Linked DNA regions of Mus musculus: region 2 is linked to region 1. A link is a contact called in public promoter capture Hi-C data. All regions are on one chromosome and are shown on one strand. The core of a region is the stretch at or near the end of the contact, and the rest is flanking DNA. Distances in the headings are between cores, read along the strand shown. Region 1 holds the start of Epn2 (epsin 2). Region 2 holds the start of Prpsap2 (phosphoribosyl pyrophosphate synthetase-associated protein 2).

The links. Promoter capture Hi-C pulls out the DNA fragments that hold promoters and counts their contacts.
Region 2: a promoter capture Hi-C map of second pharyngeal arch cranial neural crest shows a contact between it and region 1. The contact joins the promoter of Prpsap2 here to the promoter of Epn2 in region 1. A contact is called at or near these places in 8 of 39 promoter capture datasets (the C10 cell line, the HPC-7 cell line, cranial neural crest and 5 more), 3 of 484 Hi-C or Micro-C datasets (all in embryonic stem cells), 2 of 115 datasets of contacts at active chromatin or transcription factors (embryonic stem cells and memory CD8 T cells) and 2 of 9 other capture datasets (adipose tissue and pancreatic islet).

Annotation. Positions count from the first base shown.
Region 1 is chr11:61,576,126-61,581,813 of GRCm38.p6, reverse strand. Epn2 (epsin 2) reads left to right here and starts at 2,127. Exons shown (of 11, transcript NM_001252188.2): 1 at 2,127-2,247.
Region 2 is chr11:61,758,680-61,764,367 of GRCm38.p6, reverse strand. Prpsap2 (phosphoribosyl pyrophosphate synthetase-associated protein 2) reads left to right here and starts at 2,280. Exons shown (of 12, transcript NM_144806.2): 1 at 2,280-2,414.

The DNA.
Region 1 (5,688 bases), core at 878-3,377:
TGTAGGTCACTAGACCTTGCATTCAGAATGGGTTCTGTATATATCTAGAAAGCCAAGCCATAAAGAGAATCAGAACAGGCAAACCTCTCTGGTCTCCTCTCTTAGAGCTACCCTGTTCTGTCTAATCATGTCTCTGTATGGTGGCTCATTCTTCATCAAATGAACACACATAGGGAGTAGGTCAGCTTTCTCTGGGTCTTTTGAGTCTTTACTGCTGAAGGCTTCTGGCCACATCAATGATCAAGTCAGCTGTATTTTGCCCACTCCTGTTAACTAGTCTTTTGTTACAGAAGTGGCTGTTACTTTGTGATAAGGAACAGAGAAATCACATTTTCTGAAACCCAATGGGCCAGTTCAAAATGGAACTATAGTTTTTATGGCAAAGCAGGTACATAACATGTGATTTCATTCATTAATCCAGGGACACACTGTAGCAGTAAATTATGGGTCAGGGCTTCCAGCATCCAGAATGTTCTCCAGCTAGACTTTCAAAAGAAAAGTGACCACATGACCTTGTGTTAGGGGTGGCCTCCAGCTTTAATATATCGTGGGCCGAGAAAAGGACTCTAAATTCCCTGCTTTTGAGACCCAGGTGCCTTTTCTTTCTTGTGAATTTGTGAGTTCTTTATAGGAAAAATGTACTTGTGGTTCTGAGAAGTACAATGACCTGCAAACTCTCCTTCAGTGAGCAAAGGCAGAATGAAATTTTTGGGCATAGATTGGTTACAGAAATTGTCTTAGGGTTTGCATTGCTGTGAAGAGACACCATGACTAAGGCAACTCTTTTTTTTTTTTTTTTAAGATTTATTGATTTATTCTATTTAAGTATACTGTAGTTGTCTTCAGACACACCAGAAGAGGACACCGGATCTCATTACAGATGGTTGTGAGCCACCATGTGGTTGCTGGGATTTGAACTCAGGACCTTCAGAAGAACAGTCAGTGCTCTTAACCGCTAAGCCATCTTTCTAGCCTGGCAACTGTTATAAAAACAACATTTAATTGAAGCTGGCTTACAGGTTCAGAGGTTCAGTCCATTACCAACATGGCAGGAAGCAGGGCACAGTCCAGGCAGGCACACTGCTTGAGGAGCTGAGAGTTTTACATCTTAAATTGAAGGCCAACAGAAGAGTGTCTTCCAGGCAGCTAGGAGTCTCAAAGCCCACTCCCACAGTGACACACTTCTTCTAACAAGGCCACACCCACCCCAACAAGGCCTATTCTCCTAATAGTGCCATTCCCTGGGCCAAGCATATTCAAACAACTGAAATAGTTCCCTGTACTCTCCCCTTGAGCCCTGATTCATGTCCTAGACCCTGTTATGAGGGCTCTCTGCTAGCAGTTTTGGGGTCTAGCCTTCAGTTCTGACCCTTCTGAGATCCTCTCTTGGGGAAAGAGGGAAAGGACTCTCCTTACCTTCTTGTATAAGGCTCTGCTCTCATCTCTGGCCTGCCTCTGTGTGCTGTAGCTTGGCATGTGGCCGGCCCTACATTGCTTTGTTGGGTGCATAAGAGTGAGACTGCAGGCTTGCAGTTGGGGTTGCTAAATCCCAGTATCCTGATGAATCATGGGAGACTCGAGCGGCCGAGGGTTCAACCACTTGGGCTGCCAAAGTTCTGGACTCAACCTTTTTATTGAAATGCACACACAGAAAAGTATACAAATCTGAAATATGCATAAGTGAATCTTCATGAAGTGAACGCACTTGTAGCAAAATAAATCAACCCTGTCTGGCACCTGGCCTCCTTCCTGTCTCTTCATCACAACATTTTTCACGTGCAAGAGGAAATACTAGGAGACCATGGTTCTGATTAGGCTAGGCGGGGTTCTGTGCTTGAGGATTTAAGGGAGGAGCATGGATTGATGGTTAAGGTAGTTATGTATGCCCTGGGGAATTGTTGAGGTAGGGGGGATGTGTTGGACTCTGAGTTAGGGCTTCATAAATTTGTTAGGTTTGTGTAGAAGCAGGAGCTATTTAGAGAAGGCCTTGGGGGCATATGTGGGAGGGGCGGACCGGTTTGGAGGCGGGGCCTAGGAGCGAGGCAGGGCGGAGCCAGTGTGTGTGGGAGGAGCCTCCGCGCTCGGAGGGCGGGGCTCGCGCGCGCGCGCTCGCTGCCGGCGCGCCCCCTCTCGGCCGCCATGTTGGCTGGCGTGTGGGTGTCAAACGCTGCACAGGCTCGGGTCGCTCCCGCTTCTCCCGCGTCGCCGGCGGCTGCAGCCTTGCACTCGCGCTGGCCAGGAACGGAGGTGAGCCGGGACTCGCGGGGCTTGGTGTGGTGGTGGCTCGGGAGTCGGGGCGGGGCGGGGCTGCGCGCAGACCTTCTCTTCCAGTGCGTGGACGCCCCTAAGAGCACCGGCTTCCCCCTCGCCGGCCGGGGCGTGCACCGTGCGGCCAGCCGGACCCCACCCGGCTGGACGGCTCAGCCAGGCCCCGCCCCACCTGAGCCCGCTCGGAGCCGAGAGAGAGGCGACGTCTGCCTCCCGGCTTTGGCTCCTGTCCTCGCCTCACACCTCAGCGACAGAGCCTTCAGTTTGGAACAACCCCGCCCCTCCCCAGAGCGTGCTCGCCCCTCGAACCGGGTCCGAGCCGGCCGGCCCTCCCTCAGGGGACCGGGGGAAGGGGATACTCTTCCCCACGTCTTTCTCGCCCCCGGGACTGGATTCCCCTTCCCGGCCCCCACTCCACAGCACAGCGGGGACGGGGGCGGCGAAGCCAGGCTCCAGCTGCCTTTTGTTCCGCGTGGGATGGCAGAGACCTGGCGGCCCTGTTGGGCGAGTCCGGGTGGGCGAGCCGCGCGTGGGGTCGGCCTCTTCCGGGAGACCCTCGCTCTCCCGTGGGCCGGCTTCGTCGGAGCGCGAGCCGAGCGCGTTGGGAGAGGCAGGCCATTCCTAGAGGAGTCCGGGCCAACAGGTTTTTGTTTGCAACCTGAAGTTGGCCCAGTGGTTTTGCAGGGGGAGCAGATTGTCTGAGCTCCCTAGAAACCCTAGGTCGGCCGGTGTAAGTCTGTTGCTTGGTCTCGGGCCTCAGTCCTTCCCAGCGGCCTCTTCACTTTAGTGCTGCCTTGGGAACGCATTTGAAGTCTATGTTTCAGAAAAGATAGGATTTAGCTATTCTTGTGTTTTTTGACTAGGGGAACTAAGGCCCAAAATGTGTTAGCTTGCCCAAGGTCATCTAGGGATAGGGTGTTTGACACAGCTGGAAGCCCCAACTCTGGGACACTTAAGGATTTCTTCAACGTTTAGGATTCCCCCAAATCGCTTGCCTGCTATTTTTAACATTCATACAAGAAAATGGGCAAGGGAAGATGAGAAAGAAGTGTGAATTCTTCTTTTGCACAGTCAAGAAAATACCCTGTGGAAGAAGGGATTGAAATTGGGTTGAAATGATTGAAAAAGGTGAATTTCTTTGATCCATGTCCCTATTATGTAATATAAGAAAGACTTAACGGGAACTTTGTGGTCTTGTAACTCTAGATTTAGAGTGATAGCGGCAGATACTGGATTCTCTCTCGGTGATCGGCTTTGCATTGGTAATTAAGCTTTCCATCTATGTATTGTTGGTAATGAAGCTCTTGTCTGTATTTAAACGAGCTTGGGAGGAACTGCAGCTTTTCTTAGGGCATTTGTGATTAATGATTGTGTTGGGGAAACACCTGTAGGTCTTGGTTTTTTTTTTCTTTTTTTGAATGTTTGCTTTTGTTATGTTTGTGACAGGCTCTCACTGGGTAGTCAGTCTGGCCTGGAATGCACAGAGATCCACCTGCATCTGCCTTTTAGGGTGGAGATATTAAAGATGTGGGCCACCACACCCAGGCTGCTTTTGTGACTTTAAAGTTTGGTTTTCCTAGTTTTAAAGTTAGGCTAGTTATGTGTAACTGTGTGGCTGGGTTGTTGTTTCATAAACATGAATTGCAAAGTACTGTTCCACATGGGTTGATTTGAGTAATTTTGTTCAGTATTTGGATTTTTCCCTGAGCCCTGAGATAGAAGGATGGGGGCTGTGTTGGTCTCCTTTCGCTGCGGGGTGTATGGTGCCAAACATCTGAGTTACCAAGAAACGAGAAACTTTAAAAAAAAAAAGTGTGTGTGTCTGGGGGCCAGTGTATAGTGTTGGTACCCTCTGAGTGCAGAAGAGGGTGTCATGCCCCCTGCAGCTGGAGTGCATTTAGTTGTGAGCCATTGAAGTGGGTGCTGGGAAGTGAGCTCTGGTTCTTTAGAAAGTATGTGCTCTTGACTGCTTAGCATTCTCCCCAGCCCAGGTATTTGAAACTTCCAAGTGATGATACCTGGCATGGTGTTTGCAGTCTTGAATAATAGCCCATCCTTTGCAGAACCTCTCTGTGGAAATATGACTGCCTCTTATGTAATCTTTCATAATGAGGAATAGATTTCCCAAGAGTGGAGATTCTGATAAGAGTCCTGTGAAAGTAGTTGAAAAGTTTTGGAGAATCTGATTTATGTTAATGGTGTTTTTTTTTTTTTTCTTCTAGAAGTTAAAGGAAGTTTTAAATTTCACTAATAGTGGCAACTTTCGAGTTCTTTGTGGACTGAAGCATGAAAAGAATGAATTTGATTCAATTGCCCACTGTGTGCAGAGTTCTCCTGCCTTGTGGATGGGATGTGATTGAGTGCCATGAGCACCTAGTGACCCTGAGAATTTATTCCCCAAAGAGTCTCACTGTGTAACCCAGGTTGGCCTAGAATTTGATTCTCCTGCCTCACTCTCTCCAGGGATTGAATTACAGGGCACAGGATACCATGGTTGGCCCTTGGTCTGTATTTGGGTTTACGCTTGCCTCACTATCAAGCTTTTGCCAGCTGCCAATCTTTGGACCCTTCTTCCTCTGCTCTCCCAACCTTTCTACCACACAAGGTCTGTTAGGGTACTCTGGGCATTTTGAGACTGTGACACTTTGAGGCCAGTGGTTGCCTCGTCTTTCTTTGCTTTTCCAAGGCTCTGTTCAGTCTGTGACATACAATAGTACTCAGGTCTGTAATAAGTAGTCCTGTGGGCCAGGATGATGCTTCTATGATTTTGTACCACTAGTCCCACTGTTTAATCTTGCTCTGGTATAAACTGTTGGCCATCTGTACTGTGAAATGACTATCTAGTGGATTTCTGTATTTTCTTCCCGGCAGTGTTGGGAATGGAACTTGGGGCCTCACACATGCTAGGCAAAGTACTCTGCTACTGAGATGTACCCAGCCCTCCAGTGGATTGAGTTTTTGAAAATTGACATACATTCTGATAAGGCAGTCACTGGCTGTGGAGCTCTGATTGCCATGGAATGCCGTATGTACACCAGGTTGACTTGGTGCTGAGGTTGAAGGCACTCATCACCAAGACTAGCTTTCTTAATTAAAAAAAAAAGATTTATTTTATTGCTTATTATTTTATTATTTTTGTGTTTCTATGTGTACATGGGTATAGTGCTCTCAGAGGCCAGAAGAAGGTGCGGGATTCTACAAGCTTCTGGACATGGGTGCTGGGAACTGATCTGGGATCCTTTGAAAGAGCAGCAAGTGCTCTTAACTTAGCCAAATCTCAAACCCTCAAATGTATTTTCTGTATCTCTGCATGACAGAAGAGGGCATTAGGGGGCTGGTGAGATGGCTCAGCAGTTAAGAGCACTGACTGCTCTTCCAAAGGTTCCGAGTTCAAATCCCAGCAACCACATGGTAGCTCAC
Region 2 (5,688 bases), core at 1,031-3,530, 180 kb before region 1:
ACAAGCTTTCGTCTTAAGAAGAATAAGAGGTAGTTTATTTTGGAGCCATTTTGAGTGACCTTGGCTCAGGAACACAGATTTGGGTTTCTCTAAATTCTGTGTTCTAATGTAGAAGTGAGTTCATGAATTTTTTAAAAATAGTTTTACAGAACAAAGAAAGTTATCAAATGAAGTTTAAAGTGCTCTGTTGGGCCGGGCAGTGGTGGCACACTCCTTTAATCCCAGCACTCGGGAGGCGTGGCAGAGGCAGGCGGATTTCTGAGTTCAAGGCCAGCCTGGTCTACAAAGTGAGTTTCAGGACAGCCAGGGCTATACAGAGAAACCCTGTCTCAAAAACCAAAAATAAATAAATAAATAAAGCATTGTTGGGTGAGTCAGAGAGATGGGTACACTAGAAAGGTAGGAACACTAAGAGAAGTGGATGTATCAGAGAGGCGGGCCCAGCGAGATGGGGGAGGCTTCTCGTAGCTAACCACTCTTCCCACCAATCCAAAAGCTAAGATTGCCATCAAGTAAGTTAATAGATTCAAAAGGCTTATTTCTATTAGTCACAAGATGTTGGCTCCGACACAGAGGTGGACAAGAAATGGCTGTTCAAGCCAGGCGGTGGTGGCGCACGCCTTTAATCCCAGCACTTAGGAGGCAGAGGCAGGCGAATTTCTGAGTTCGAGGCCAGCCTGGTCTACAGAGTGAGTTTCAGGACAGTCAGGGCTATACAGAGAAACCCTGTCTTGAAAAACCAAAAAAAAAAAAAAAAAAAAAAGAAATGGCTGTTCCAGAGGGCCAAAATTAATCCAAGAAAAGGTAAACTAGCCTCTGAACCTGCAACATCCCAATCTCCCCCACAGTACTGAAATTGTCATCAGTCAGCCAGACACAGCTTCTTTTCAGTTTTCGTGCATACTTCCCATGAATTCTAGCTACCCACAAGCCCTCCTATGAATTCTAACCATCCTCAGCCTTCTGATAATTAATTCTAGCCACCTGTGCATCCTCCCATAAATGTCTGCTTGTCTCACTTGTGAACTGGAAGTGCAGTGGATGAGAGCCTTTAAGTATACACATGGAGCAAGGCACTGCAGGTGGTGCCTATCTATTGCTTTGTCACTGGCATCTGAGTACCCACAGCAATTAAATAGAGATAAGTCTTACCCCATTTCTGAAAGTTACTGTTAATATATATTAATATAAAATATAGATAATAATAAATAATGCCTTGATACCTGGCATGCACTATATGTTTGTTATGTTATAAATAGGGATCACTGGGGGCTGGTGAGATGGCTCAGTGGGTAAGAGCACCCGACTGCTCTTCCAAAGGTCCAGAGTTCAAATCCCAGCAACCACATGGTGGCTCATAACCATCTGTAATGAGATCTGACTCCCTCTTCTGGAGTGTCTGAAGACAGCTACAGTGTATTTACTGTATAATAAATAAATAAATATTTAAAAAAAAAAGAAAGAGAGGAAGGGCCAAGTAGCCCCTTAAAAAATAGGGATCACCATATTTCAAGGTATAAAGAATTCAGCAATGATATATCAACAGCAACCAATTTGCTAGGAATGATGGCCACCCTTTTAATCCTAACACTCAGGAGGCAGAGACAGATGGATCTCTGTGAGTTCCAGGTCACCCAGAGCTACAATTTTTTAAAAAACTAACTTTTAGAATGTTTAATTATTTGTATATGTTTATGTTTATATGAGTGCAGGTGGCTGAGGAGGCCAGAGACATCAGGGAGACTTGGAGCTAGAATTACAGGCAGTTGTGAACTGCCTGACATTGGTTCTGGGAACCAAACTCAGCTTCTCTGGAAAAGCAGTATATACTCTTAACCACTGAAAAGAAGGAAGGGACAACAAAGCGAATAATTATGAATGATAACTGCTCATCGACTGTATGCTAAGAACCATGCCAAGAGGTTCGCAGATTTCTCACTCACTCCTCCCAACCCCAGGAGATGGGGGTACTGCTGTCATCTCTTTTTCAGAAGAACTCAGGTCAAAGAGGTGACTTGCTCAGTCTTGCAGGACAGTAAAGACTTGAACCCAGTCAGAACCTATGAATTTTAACCACACTTCCAACCACGCCCACTCTAATTCTCCCCCACTTTCCTCGAGTCTGACCACGCCCACACAACATCCTCCCGCCCACTCTGGCGGCCACGCCCACAGCATCAAATGCATTGCCTTCTACCCCACTTTCTGCCCCGCCCCTCTTCCTCCAGACCACGCCCCTCGACGGCCTCGCCCACTCTAGTCAGTTGCCCTCAGGCCCCGCCCCTGGCCTCGCAGTCTCGAAAGACTTTCTCGCGCTTAGAGTCGCCATTTTGCTGTAAGACGCCGTGCGGAGCTCTGTGCTCTCTTCCTTCGGCAGCCGAGGCTGCGGCGGGCCGGGCTGGGGTCGGGACCAGGTAGGCGGGCGGGAGCCTCGGCGGGCGGACGGCGGGCCCCGCGAGCTCGCGCGGTGCCGGGCGGGAGCCATGGCCCTTGTTGCTCCGGGGCGAGCCCGGGGCCCCGTGTTCGGCTCCACCAGCCTTAGTGGATGATTGGGCTCCAATCAGACGTAGGAGGAGCGGCATAAGATACTCTGCAGAAAAATCTCTTCCTCAATCTGTTACATTATTGATAAGGATTTATTTTTCTTATATCGATATTGGCAGAGTTTGGGTGTTTAGCTTTTGTGAGGGATACGAAAATACTGAACCGAGCTTTGAGGCCTGAGGAAGTGTGAGTTCTAATGTTTTATGTTTTTTTTTTTTCTTTTTTTTTTTTTTTCTTGCGGTTCTGGAGTCGAATGCAAGGTGAAGCAATGCAAGCGGCCTGCCATTGACCCATCTCATGCCCTAGTGCTTAACAATTTAAATGCACAAATAAAAATAAAATAGGTGCGTGCCCCTAAGCCCCACTATAGGAAACCTTTCTTGTCTTTTAACTGCTGTAGTTTGTATCATTATTATCCAATTTTTGCAGAGATATGCACATTATATTCATTAGCTACTCTGTGGTTTAACATAGAACCAGTGTTTCTGTTCTTAAATAATCTTGCAGTTTGTGGGGCTTGATGGCACACCCCTTAATCTCAGAGACTGGTGAAAGGATCTTGAGGGCTCATGGTCCACAGAGCGAGTTCCTGGCAAACAGGGCTACAAAGTTGTTGGGGGTTTTTTGTTTGTTTGTTTGTTTGTTTGTTTTGTTTTGTTTTTAAATTGTACTTTCTATCATTGACAATATAGCTCTATACTTGGGATAAGCTCCAAGAATTGACAACACCAAAACATAGTTCTGTGCTCTTTCTTTGGCATTTAGTATGTATCTTTTTTTCTGATAAGGTATGTTTGCAATAGACATTTCAAAATCTGGGTATTTGATTCTATTGCCTGTAGTTCATCAGGTTGCCAAGTCATGCTCTGTATGACTGAGAGTCGCAACCTATTGTTGTATGCAGGGAACTGTATTGCATATCAGACTGCTACCCCACTCTGTCCTTCAGGGGCCACTGTTATGAGGAAGAGGTTACCTCGTATGACTTCGTTAAAGTCTGGGAAGTAATGTCAAACCTGTTTTCCTATTAAAACTGCTTCCCCAGGTGTGGGGGCTGGAGAACTGGCTGGTTAAGAATACTAGTTGTTCAAGACTGAGTCAGTTCCAGCACCCACCCACGTGACAGCCTACAACCACCTCTAATGCTAGACCCACCCAATCTGACACCCTCTGCTGGTCTCCAAGAGTACCAGGCACACGCGGTGTGCAGAGAAAACACCCATACACATTAAATGAATAAAAGTTACTTCTCCAAATTTAAAATAGTTTTAGATTTATTTCCTGCTTCTCCCAAGTTGTCACAAAAACAAAACAAAAAATCAAAACTCTCAGAACAGCATTAGCCATAAGAAAGCAAAATGCCAGTAACCACAGAATATGGAAGAGTAATGTGGTTTTATCTCTGCCCTGCAGTTTCTCAATTATTTTACTTTATTTTATTTTGGAGACGGAGGTTTCTCTGTGTAACAGCCCTGGCTATCTTGGAACTCTTTGTAGACCAGGCTGGCCTCAAATTCAGAGATTTGCCTACCTCTGCCTCCCAACCTCTGGGATTAAAGGTGTATGCCACCATGGCCAGGCCTCAACTTTTATTTTCTCCTTTTTATCTATTTATTCTTAATTAATTAACTAATTATTTGTATATTTATTGGTTTCTCAAGACAGGGTTTCTCTACGTAAACCTGGCTGTCCTGGAATTTGCTCTGTAGAACTGGCTGGCCTCCAACTTAGAAATCTACCTGCCTCTGCCTCCCAAGTGGTAGGATTAAAGGTGCCGACACCACCTGCCTGTGCTTTTTATTGTGTTGGTGATTAAACCCAGGCCTGCAGCACAAAGCACCTAATTTTCCACTAAAGTACACTTCTAATCCATTTCTGCAAGTCCGGCTTTTTTTCCCATGCTGGGGTTGGAACCCAGGCCCTGTGCATGATGGGCAAATGCTCTACCTACCATTGAAGCAGATTTTCCAGGAGTGAGTTAATGAAAGTAACTCCTGGATCCTCTTTGCTAAGGAATGATTTTCTTTTTTTCTTTTCTTTTTTTTTTTTTTTTTAAGATTTATTATTATATATAAGTACACTGTAGCTGTCTTCAGACACACCAGAAGAGGGAGTCAGATCTCATTACGGATGGTTGTGAGCCACCATGTGGTTGCTGGGATTTGAACTCAGGACCTTCAGAAGAGCAGTCAGTGCTCTTAACCGCTGAGCCATCTCTCCAGCCCCAACAAATGATTTTCAATTCTGTTTTCGAACTGTTGTGCCTGAAGTGAGGCTATGTTCAGCACACACTGGTTGAGCCTCTGCTGCCTGGACCTTCCATTTTGGTGGAGAAGCTTTTCCAAGCCTCTATCTTCATTGTCTGGGAGGTATGCAGGTCTAGGCTGTGGCTCAGGCCTGCTGTGGTGTAAGCCCACAGCTGTCTTCCTTTAGCCATCTTAGAAGGATTGGTTAGACAGTGGCTGCTTTAGGGAGGAAACAGCACAAATGGTGCGGCTTCATCATCTCTAGTATGAATGTTGAAATACAGTGGTGGTAAATCCATCTAAAACAAGTGATCTTCAGTGTGAGGACCTCTTCACTCATGAAGTCTGACAGGTTGTCTCATTCAGAGAGATGAATATGATTTGTTCTTTCAGTCTTGAAAGTCTCTGGAAAAGATTTGTTTTTATCCCTGCATAAATTTCATATTCTCGAGTAAGTTTAGGGTAACACAAAAGCAATTACAACACATGATGGGAGAGTGGAAACAGTCTCTGTACTCTCCATGTCACAGGGAAACTTTGTGCTAATGAACACTGCCGACTAGTGATTCTTAGCCTGATAAATAGCACATTGAAGTAGGAGGCTGGTCTTGGTAGCACATGCATGCCTTTAATCTCAGTATTTGGGAGGCAGGTGGATATCTTTGAATCTGAAGCCAGCCTTGACTCCATAATGAGTTCCAGGCTAGCCAGGGCTACATAGAGAGTCCCTGTCCCAAAAAAACCAAAACACTGTTGGAATTTCTAAGTGGGAGGGAAAGTGGAACTGGAGGCAGCTCTTAGAGGTGAACAGCTTGTGAGTTGGGCAGTCATAGTGATTGTTCTGATGCCCTTTCTAGGTTCATGCCCTGCCTGCCCCTGCTGTTCAAGGGTGGGCATA